2 separate regions of the Anser cygnoides genome follow, and region 1 is linked to region 2. Evidence: chromatin contacts called from public Hi-C data. All regions are on one chromosome and are shown on one strand. Each heading gives the region's core, a stretch centred on a gene start, on an enhancer-like site or on the middle of the called end of the contact. The rest is flanking DNA. Distances are from core to core; before and after follow the strand shown. Region 1 overlaps TTLL7 (tubulin tyrosine ligase like 7). Region 2 holds the start of SAMD13 (sterile alpha motif domain containing 13).

The links. Hi-C and Micro-C count contacts between places; a contact is called where the count stands out from the background.
Region 1: a contact with region 2 is called in a Hi-C map of granulosa cells, with 2.0 times the contacts expected there. The contact joins the enhancer-like site here to the promoter of SAMD13 in region 2. A contact is called at or near these places in 2 of 7 Hi-C or Micro-C datasets (granulosa cells and liver).

What each region holds. Positions count from the first base shown.
Region 1 is chr8:19,090,338-19,095,279 of Taihu_goose_T2T_genome, forward strand. It overlaps TTLL7 (tubulin tyrosine ligase like 7), which reads left to right. Exons shown (of 23, transcript XM_048059162.2): 11 at 341-499. Among named protein-coding and RNA genes, the nearest start is that of TTLL7, 33 kb to the left of the region's middle. Within about 2 kb of position 2,189, at least 1 of the 3 cell types and tissues checked has open chromatin away from gene starts, as enhancers often do.
Region 2 is chr8:18,952,708-18,957,874 of Taihu_goose_T2T_genome, forward strand. SAMD13 (sterile alpha motif domain containing 13) reads right to left here and starts at 2,336. Exons shown (of 5, transcript XM_067001741.1): 1 at 2,179-2,336; 2 at 1,448-1,831; 3 at 829-903. The coding sequence starts at 881.

The DNA of each region.
Region 1 (4,942 bases), core at 939-3,438, 140 kb after region 2:
CTGTAATTATGATTCCTAGTATATTTATTGAAAACAATATTGTGAAGTGAAATGGGCAAAGTTTGGCTATACGATGCATTGTTCCCAGTATACCTTTAGTATTTAGGCTATCATGTATCTAAAAAAATGTATGTGCTATGGAATGTATAATAACACAATAGCTATTAAATATCTGTAAATAGATAAGAAAAAATCTGTTACTCAGTTTGAACGTTTATTTGCTATTTTAAGTCTTTAAAAAATCATTTCACTAAAGCATCTATGAAAGTATGAAACACATTAGTTCAATATATACTGGTGTCTTCTCTGCTGATAAATTTTTCTGAAAACATCCCTACAGGAGTTAGTAGTGAAGACTCTCATAGTTGCAGAGCCACATGTTCTTCATGCTTATCGCATGTGCAGGCCAGGGCAAGCACCAGGAAGTGACAGTGTCTGCTTTGAAGTCCTGGGATTTGATATTCTGCTGGACAGAAAACTAAAACCGTGGCTCCTAGAGGTAAACCTCTTTAAACAAATGAAAACTTTTAAGAGTAAAGTTAAGCGAGCCCCAGCTGAATCCATATCTACGTAAGAAAACTTCCACAGAAAATCTGTGTGTTACAGGAGGTACTGTTATTGAGTATCTAGATGGTACCTTTTCTGCAGCAGCCGTATGGAAACACTGCCTGGCAGTGATTTTGGAGACTCAGGTAAGGTAAATTGTTTTCTTGGAGGAATGTTGCATTTTAGACATTTGTGAAAGTTTTAATGAGAAATGTAATGTTAATCCCGTTGTTCTGGGTACATTGTATCTGAAGGATCTTTTAATGGAAACTGGGTAAGGGGTAAGACATGGGCTTCCCTCATGAATATGGTTCAGTATATAGCTCTGGCAGCTTGAGTGAATGTGTGATCCTAATCATTTTTTTGTTTTTGTTTTTGAATATGGGTTCTTTTCTTTTCCTATGGCTTTTGAAAGCACCCACATACACAGAGAAAAATAATATAGTATATAGGTGAAGCAATTGGCATGAATGGGCTGGAAGAAATGTTTCTCTTCTGATATGTTAATAGTATAGTGAAGCTTAAGCCTGCCCACATTTTTAACCAGCAATGTTGGAGGATTGTCTACTTTGTTCTTGTAATTACTCTAGTATTAATATATACACATATGGAATTTACGTACCTTTTCCAGATTGTCTTATTTCATTATGTTAACTGGCTGGGATGCTGTACAGCTGGAGGAAAAAAGCAAACTGTATTAAAAATGTGTCTATTGACAATAAATCATGAATATGATTGGCTACTGATGAGCAAAATGTACGCAATTAACTTACTGAATTACAGCCATGTTCTCAGATCTTTAATACTGTCAACAGTTGTTTTGTTGTTCTTATTTCTCTCAGGGGTTCGGTATAATTTTAATTAGAAAAATATAAATTCCTTCACTGTCCTCCATGCTAGCTTTGATGTCCTAGCCAAAAACAATTTGTGACATGAACTTCATCTGCACTTACATCTATATCTTCTCTTTTTGTGAAGTAAACTCTATTAATCCCTTTAATTTAGCTCTACGCTTCCAGGTTATCATCCATAGGTTGTCCATAGCTTGCATATAGGTTGTTTAAATACAGACTGAAGTTTATCATTTATGATAAGGTAGTCTCAGAGGAGGGTCTCTATTTCTAGATTCCTTGTTTGTGAAGGAGGGATCTGGCAAAGTAATAAATGCTGCTTTCGTATTTGGGGTTGCTGGAGAATACTTCAGGACTTGAGGAGTTGTGTACTTGGTTATTATTTTTTAGTATAGAAGTTTATTTCTTCTGCTTTTGATGATACAGGTATCCTTTAACGTATTTTGCCAGAAGTTGAGCTTAAACTAACAGAAATTTCAAACTTTAAAACTTATTAAATTGGTTTCTGCACTCATCCACAGATTTTCACTGTGCTTGTTCATGCTTTTCGCAGCCCTCTCAGTATAAACATGTAGTGTGTGTGTGTGTATAAATGTATATACCATATACAGCGTAGTATAGAACAACCTTACAGTGCATATATGTGTACTAGATATAATAATGTGCATCTAGTGTGTGTATGCACACGCTGTATATAATAATAGTATATATGCGTATATTTCTTCCTAAAACAGTTCTGGCTTCTTCTCCAGCTTTCCACTCTTATCTCTTTCCACCGTTTCCCTCTTGCCAAAACCCCCTCCAGGGAGTGAATCATTCTTTCTAACAGTGGTAACAAGTACTAATCACAAGGCCCTGAATGTTCCCAGTGTTATGGGAAAATTGCCAAAACAGGATTAGGATGGTAAATCTAGTTTCTTATTTCCATAGCTCATGTAGCTTTTCTGTTATAAAGATAGCTTAATAAACTATTATAAGAAATAAATTGTCCAACATTATAATAACTCTGCTTTCCTGAGATGACTTTTATTTATATTCCACATTATACAACGTAGCTCTCCTCCTTGATGCTACTGAACTTCCAGAACCTTCTACCGAAGTGAGAGCTGAGGGAAATGCATGATTGCCATCTTGTGGCACCAAATGTCTCTGGCAAGCATCTGTACAGTCCCAGCAGCCTCCATCTGAGGAGCACCAGCTACCTAGATCTCCCTTCTGTTCCCAGAAAATTCAATTTTACTGCTTTTGACCAAATTTTCCAAACTAGATTATTTTATGTAAATTGCAAAGTTATATAGTTGAAATCCTTGGATTTTAATAACTTATTTTCTCCCTTTTCCTAAACTAAGACCAAGCTGCCTGCTTTTTGTTTTTGCATCCATATTGCAACCAAGCCTCAAGTGCAGGGTACCAAGCTTCCCTTGTGATTTATGTGGCTGAGACAAACTTACCTTATATACAAATCCACGTTTTTTATTTACTGTAATTAAACTACTAGCAAAATATTTTCATGACTCTATCAATCCTGTTAAAATGTCATTGGACCTATTAGGTTAAAATTTCCAATTATTGCTAATTCCTATTAATGAAGTAGTTAAAGTTCACATACGCAAGTTTTCTGGTGTCTACTCTTTTCTTTTGTGTTATGCTTACCCTGCCTGTACCCCTGGAGATCCAAAAGGCCAGCAAGAAACAAGAGAGGTCTAGTTCTACATAAAAAGGTGGGTAGGTTGTTATGGCAAGTAGTCAGTGACCTGTGTTTTTCAGCAGGAAGAATACACCGTTGATGGTGAAGGTTTCTTCTTTGCTCTTAGCTTGTCTTAGCGTTAGTTTTAATCTTTTGCTGACACTGTCTATTTACTTGCTGTTCACTCACTGGCCAGCAATTCCAAATTATCTCCAAGTTTTACTGTTACTGGTTTGTTTTACACTTTCTGGATTGTGTTCTGTATTCTATTTGTTTTCCCTAAGCCCAGTTTTATCCAGTTCACAAGGTTGCATTCCTGTAGTGAACGCTACTTGGCCACGGCAATTGGCATATATCTCAGTGTCTCTAGGTTTTCAAGGGCTTTGCTGTCATCATCTGCTTGTACTTTTGGGGCCCTGTATGCAATCCTGTTTTGTCAAGTCATCAAGATGTGGCTTCCTGATAAAACTACTAGTGTCTTTTAGCACAAGCCGGTCATTTGTACATCCTTGGTTCTCGGGTCATTGGATGCTAAATAATCATCTCTTAGAAGACATACATATACAATGCTTTGGAAGCTAGTCATTATGAATACCTATTGTGGCGGTACCACTGGTACGTTATGAAGATTACTTTAGAGCACTGATGTCTTACAGATTAGTCAGCAACCATTTTTCTTGTCTGGAAACATGGGGTAGACACATGAAAATAAGGGACAGCATTTTCTTATTAGGTAAAAGCAATTTTCTTAACATAGCGTCTTTCCCCAAGGCTTCTTGAGACTGCTCACCAATGATCACGTGTGATAGAGCAAGACACTTTGTTCAGTATAGACAGTTTTTTTTTTGTTCTTATTATAAAAGTTATATAAAATAACATGCAGATATCAAAAAGCTGAGTATATAGAGTAATGGTATTTGCATTGCTTGTACTGAGCCATGAGTAAAGCCATGTGGAAATACGTCTCGTTGCATTTCATTGGCACTTGAATTGTTTCTGGGCTACCATAGTTCATAAACTTCCTGCATAAATGTAATCTTTTTTTTTGAGATTAAGTTTTGCATGTCAATCAGCAACATAGTTTGTGGAAAATGACCAACTTTCAGCAAAATAAAAAACAGGTTCAGTCATACCGTATCTCTCAAAGTGTGAGTGCTATTCAGAGTTGAACGCGGGCCAGCAATGTACACTAAGTGATGTAGACTGATCCATCTGGCACCTGTTGAGGCCCCATCCGGAATGCTCTGTCCAGCTTTATGCCCCAGAGTAATGGAGAAACACTGATAAACTGGAGTGAGTTCAGCAGAAAGCTGCTAAGGTGCTTAGAGGACTGGTGCACATGCCGTATGAGGAGAGGCAGGGGGAAACTGGGTTTTCGTAACCTGGAAAGGGAAGGCTTTGTGGGATCCACCTGCAGCCCTAAAATGGGCTTGAAGGAAAGACAAAGTCAAATTCTCCTCAGAGATGCCCAGTGCAATGGCTGGAGAAACTCAGGAATAGAGAACAGGGCATGATCTGGAAAGGCTGCTTGAATGAAGAAAAAGATGCAAGAGAGAGAAATAGCTGTAGACACTTTGTGCATGATCTTTTGGGATTTCTGTTACTATCTTGAAATAGGAAATACATCCCTTGTTGATGCTCTGATAAATGCAGATGAAATGATAAATGTAGATGACTATGCAAAGTAAATGTGCTGCAGGGTACTTATGAAGGGGAAAAAGCTCAAACTTTTCTTCATACAGAGAACTTAAGATTCTCCTCTGAAAAGGCATTCTCCTCTGAACTGGCGTTGCAGGCACCCAAATTTGGTATGCATCTGTGATTCCCTTGCAGGTATTTGCATGGAAAATGAACTTGA
Region 2 (5,167 bases), core at 1,086-3,585:
GACTAATAATCCTAACTGAAAAACTGTTGACCTTCAGGAATATGGAAATGCCCTAAAACAGTTTCTATCCCTTAGTTTGCAGTCCACCACACTGAAGAAAATTGTAGAGCAATGCACACCATGTCTTCGTCTTATTTCCACCCTAGGTCTGTAGTAGTAACCTAGCAGTTTAGGGCTTCTTCAGCAAACAGTTTAAAATATCTGTTTTCAGAACTGAAACCAAAGACACATGCTGTTGCTACTACTTCTCAGCTCAGGGAGGCTGGGTAGTCAGCAGAGAAATGTGCACACCTCTTTCAAAGAGAAATAGAGGGGACATCTTCCACATGGAACGCTTCTCCCCATCAGGCATTGGTTCCGTAAAAGCCACTAGCTGGAAGTACAGAGACTCCCTCGGGCATCATTTCCTGCTTTGACTTTTGCAAGTCCTTCCTCAGGAGTTTCACCGTTTCAGTCACACTGGATGGTGAAAAGAGCTTCCCCCATAAAAACTGACAGATGAGCAAGGGTAGAGTATTGGTTACAGTGCTATCACTTGCTCTGATCTCTGGTTGAAATGAGAAATCAATGCAAAAACGGATACTCCCAACTTACTAGTTTCTGCATCTCTCCAGTGCTATACAGTCCTCCCACATACCACTTTTAATTACATCAATGCCTGAGACTCTTCAATTTCAAAGCAGAAATAAAAGTAATTGAGAATACAGAAGGTTTGAAACAAACAAAGATGGAGACTCCCCACCCTTGCCAACCACATTAAGTCAATGAAAAACTACAATGAAAACTGATGTGCTGTTTACATAAACTGAACACTATGGAATCACTTACTTTTTGACATCCAGAGAGCCATTTTCCTTGTTTTCCATGTCAACAGTTAGCATGGGGAGGAGATTTCTTCAGCAACTATCAACAGGAGGGGAAAAGCCATGTTTAATTATTGGTGGTTATGAAAAGCGCAACATAACGTTAACAGAAACAAGCAGTATAGAGACACAACTGTTTCCACCTGAGAGCAAAAGCACTGTCAAAGACTGCTTTCGTCAGAAGCCTGGCAAAGCTGGTAATAGCTAATGAGCTAGGAAAAGTTTACCTGTGGTTTTAACACAACAAATGTTTCATGCCTGAAAATTAAGGAAGGTAATACCACATTTGATTTTTTTTAAGCTGATAAAATTTTGATGTAAACTATACACAGCGAGATTGACCTGCAATACGTATACAGCTAGAGCCCATATGTGCTTACGATGCCTTCAGTCGCCCTGCTATACCGAGCATCCCGAATTGGTGTACAGTCCTATCCCTAGTGAGGTTTGAAATCCATGTCTTTGTTTTACAAACGGGCAACCTGAGGCACAGATGAGCATCGTGATTTCTACCCAAGTCACACATAAAGCTGGAAAGCCGAGTTACTGATCGAGTCCAAAACTCCTGAGGCCTAATTCCGTACCTTATCCGTAAGACCATCCTTCCTGCACTAGCACAGCTTCTTCTGTGGGTACGCTGAACTCTGAAAAGGAAAGGACCGTACAAAGGACACAGGAGACAATCCCGTTTGTTTCCCTCCTCGTGTCGTGCCGGAGTGCTTTCACTGCACAGCGTTTTCCACCGCTCCAAGGAACAGGCAGAAACGACCCCAGCCTTTCCTTTCTGTTCTCAGAGAAGACATTTCTATTTCAGAGAGCACCAAAGAACTAACCAAGGGCTCAGGACGCTCCTGCTGTCGCGCTAATGGACGCCGGCGAAATGTCACAGCGCTCGGGGAAGTACCCAACAGGGAAACCATGCTCTTCAGCCACAACTTTGCAAACACAGCCGATAGCAATCAACACCGCTCAACAAAAAAAAAGAAAAGAAAGGACCCTTTATTACACAGGCACCGGCGCAAAAAGCACCGAGAGGGCAGTGACGAACTGATGGCGGGGCTCTCCCGTGCCGCTGCCCGAGGAACTCGCCCGGTTCACCCGAGGTGACCGCGGGCTGACAGCCGCGGCCCCGCCGCCCACGGCTGCCCCCGCCCGGCCGGGGCTCCCCGCCCGCTCCCGGCCCGCGGGGGGCTCCCGGCGCTGCCCCGCTGCCGGCGGGGAGGGCTCCGCGCACCATTTTGGGAGCATCTTCCGAGCCCTCCCGCCGGCGTCGTCGGGGATCCCGGCCGGGGGAAGCGAACACGGAGACACCTACCTAGGAGCCACTAAACCAAAGCATCGCTACGCGCTGCTCCGGCCCGGCGGAGCACCCCCCACCCCCCCCGCCGCCCCCGGCCGCCCCCCCGCCGGCAGCGGGGCGCTGGGAGGCGGCTCCGGGTGACACCGGGCGGCGGCCCCGCCTGGCTCCCGGCCCGCCTCACGCCGCCGCCACACGCGGCCCGCAGCGGCCGCCGCCCGCGACATGGCGGCCGCGTTAAAGGCGCCGCGCCTACCCGCGGGCAGAAGAAGGGCTTCAAATTGCTGTCAGGAAGGAGTTCGGCGGCCTGCGGGGGGAACGGAGGGTGCTGGGCTTCCTCGGGAAGCGGAGCGTCGCGGGGTCGGGGTGGGGGAAAAGAGAGGTGACAAAGGACAGCACGGCCCGGCCACCGCAGCCGTGGCACGGCGGGGACCCCGGGCAGAGAGGAGGTGCAGACAGGGATGCCCGAAGAAGGGCCGCGGCTCTTCCCTGTAAGCACCGCACTTCGTGGGGAGACTCACGGATTCCCAGGGGAGCCGTCGTACAGCGAGGTGCAACTCCAAGTGCCTACAAATGGCGAAGGCTGGACTACCAGGCATAAAACTTCACACAGAGATTAAAAAAAATTTGGCAATTTTCTCCAGCAATTGCTCCTTTTTCCCTGTAATACACTCATTTTTTATTTCTTCTCCCAAGTTTCCCTTGATCCAGGTATGCACCTTCTAATGGTATACAAGTGTGGCACAGATGACACGCTAGCAGTGCTCGGGAAATCCAGCGAGCAATACCAAGCGACGTACCCTGCCTTGCCCTCACAATAGCATCGCAGAGCAGTGCCCCAGCCACAGCTCAGATGCAGAGACCATTTATCAGTGACCACCCTTAACAGTCTGATTCTGTACAGATTTGTGGGATGTTTCACTTGCAGAATTTCATTTCAAATCAAACCACTCCCGGTCACACCCTTGCTGTTGGCTTGGAGGAAAGGGGGGCATGACAAAGTACCTGGGGGTTCGTGCAGAACAGACAGGTGACTTCAGCCTGCTCCCTGCAGAGTGGGTCTGGGCTCCGTGACACAAATGCCACCGTTGCACTGACAGACAGCCTGCTGGCTGGCCAAACAGGCATGCAGGCCTATCCCAGGCATGCAGTGCCTGTCTCACCCCCAGAAGCAGTCAAGCGCATCCTGGCTGCACTTGTGAATAGGGATCTGAGCCACCAAACTGTTGACAGGACGCAGCTACAAGCACAAAAAATCACAGGAAAAGTCTAGTTTAGCACAAAGGGCTGTAGACATGACCCCCCCCCCAAGCATTTCATTTTGCCTTAACTTATATGCTGCCAAATGAATAATCAAAATACACAAAAACTATGCAAATAAAGTGATGAATATTGATAGGTGCATTGAAAACTAGTAACAGTGTGAGTCTTCACTGCTTTGGACTTTAAATAAATGCAGATAAACAAGTTATATAAAGTATTAAACATACTGCACCCTAAAAAAAACGCTCTCTACTTCACATCCCAGTGCATACGGTAAAATCTGGCATATTTGTCTTGGACAAGTCACACACAGCAATTCTTTTTTGTTTCTTGAGAAATAAGCATTCTAAATGAGGCCGTAATGAGTTTTCTACATCAGCTGATTTCTAACTTTGGTAACGAACTGACATTTGAGGATACAAATATAAACCATTCCTTTTACTCACACTCTCCCTTTCCTTCCATCATGTTCTTCAATTAATCCTTAGAGTATTTGACGTGAGGCTCACAGCGTACATGTTCCATCTAAAAGACCTTGAACAGCAGAGAGAGGAATTTTAAGAAAACAGGCTGTGGAAAAAATTCAATGTGGAACACGATCTGTGGCTTGCATTTTCATTCATTGGAGTAATGTGATTTAATTAAAGCAAGATTATATCTGGAGGGAGACCATGCAGGAAACTGAATTAGGGGTTTTGTCTGACTACCTGCATCCAACTTCTGGCAAAAGCTATTTCCAGGCCATGTGAGAGCAAAGTGAGACCAGAGCTTGCTGATCGGCGCCAAGGGGTCAGTCCTGTGTGGCTCTCAGTCTCTGCCATTTCATACACACAAGTAGGTGTGGATTATTGGAAACTGCTTGATCCTGTCTCCTGGGTATTGGAAAATGCCAGTTTTCTGCTGAAAAGCTTTTTTTTTTTTTGTTGTCCCTGGCAGTGACAGTAGGACATGCAGACAAATACATCACATGGCTGGCATGGGAAAGCGCCACGGACACAAAATTCCAGCTCGCCCAGAGCAAAACAAAACCCTTTAGACCCTTATTCATCCTATGTAAAAATGTGGCTAAATGCGTCCATTGGGAAAGTTAAAAACAGTGAAGGACTTTTGTGTTTTCAGGCAGAGGGAAGCCAGGAGCGCTCCCCTACGTAAACTAGCCCTACACGACGCAGAGTGGGCAATGTGCCCGTGTACAACACATCTCTCTCTGTCAGTAAGGACCACACGGCTCGGAGATGCCCCAGGCACAGAAGTGGGGGCCTGGCACCCGCTGCGGCAGTGGGGAGGTGGCTGCGGCCTAGTGCCGGAGGGGCAGCAGGCCGGCCCGACCTTACCGCCTGCTGGCGGCCATGGGGGCTGCTAGGAGCTGAAGTCCCGCTGCCACTGGGTGGACAGGCGTGTTGGGCCTGGTCCTGCCACTGGCACTCGCTGTCCAGAGCCTGCGATGTGGCTTCTGGCAGAGCCTCTGGCACCGGAGACATTGCCAAGGAGTCAGGATGTGGGGAGAGCTGCGTCGCTTCTAAGCGATTCCTGTCATAGGTGTGGAAGTGGCAGGGGTTTACACTGGGTACTTACCACCCAAACTAGTTTACAGTTATTTCTAGCCTATTAATAACAGCAGTCTAAAAATAGTCTAGAAATCCCCTTTGCATCATTTCCTTCTGAGCAATGCAGGGCTAGAAAGGGACCTTCCAGGCCACGGAGGCTGATCTGCCCCAAGAGCAAGCCCCCATGCAGCCACCTC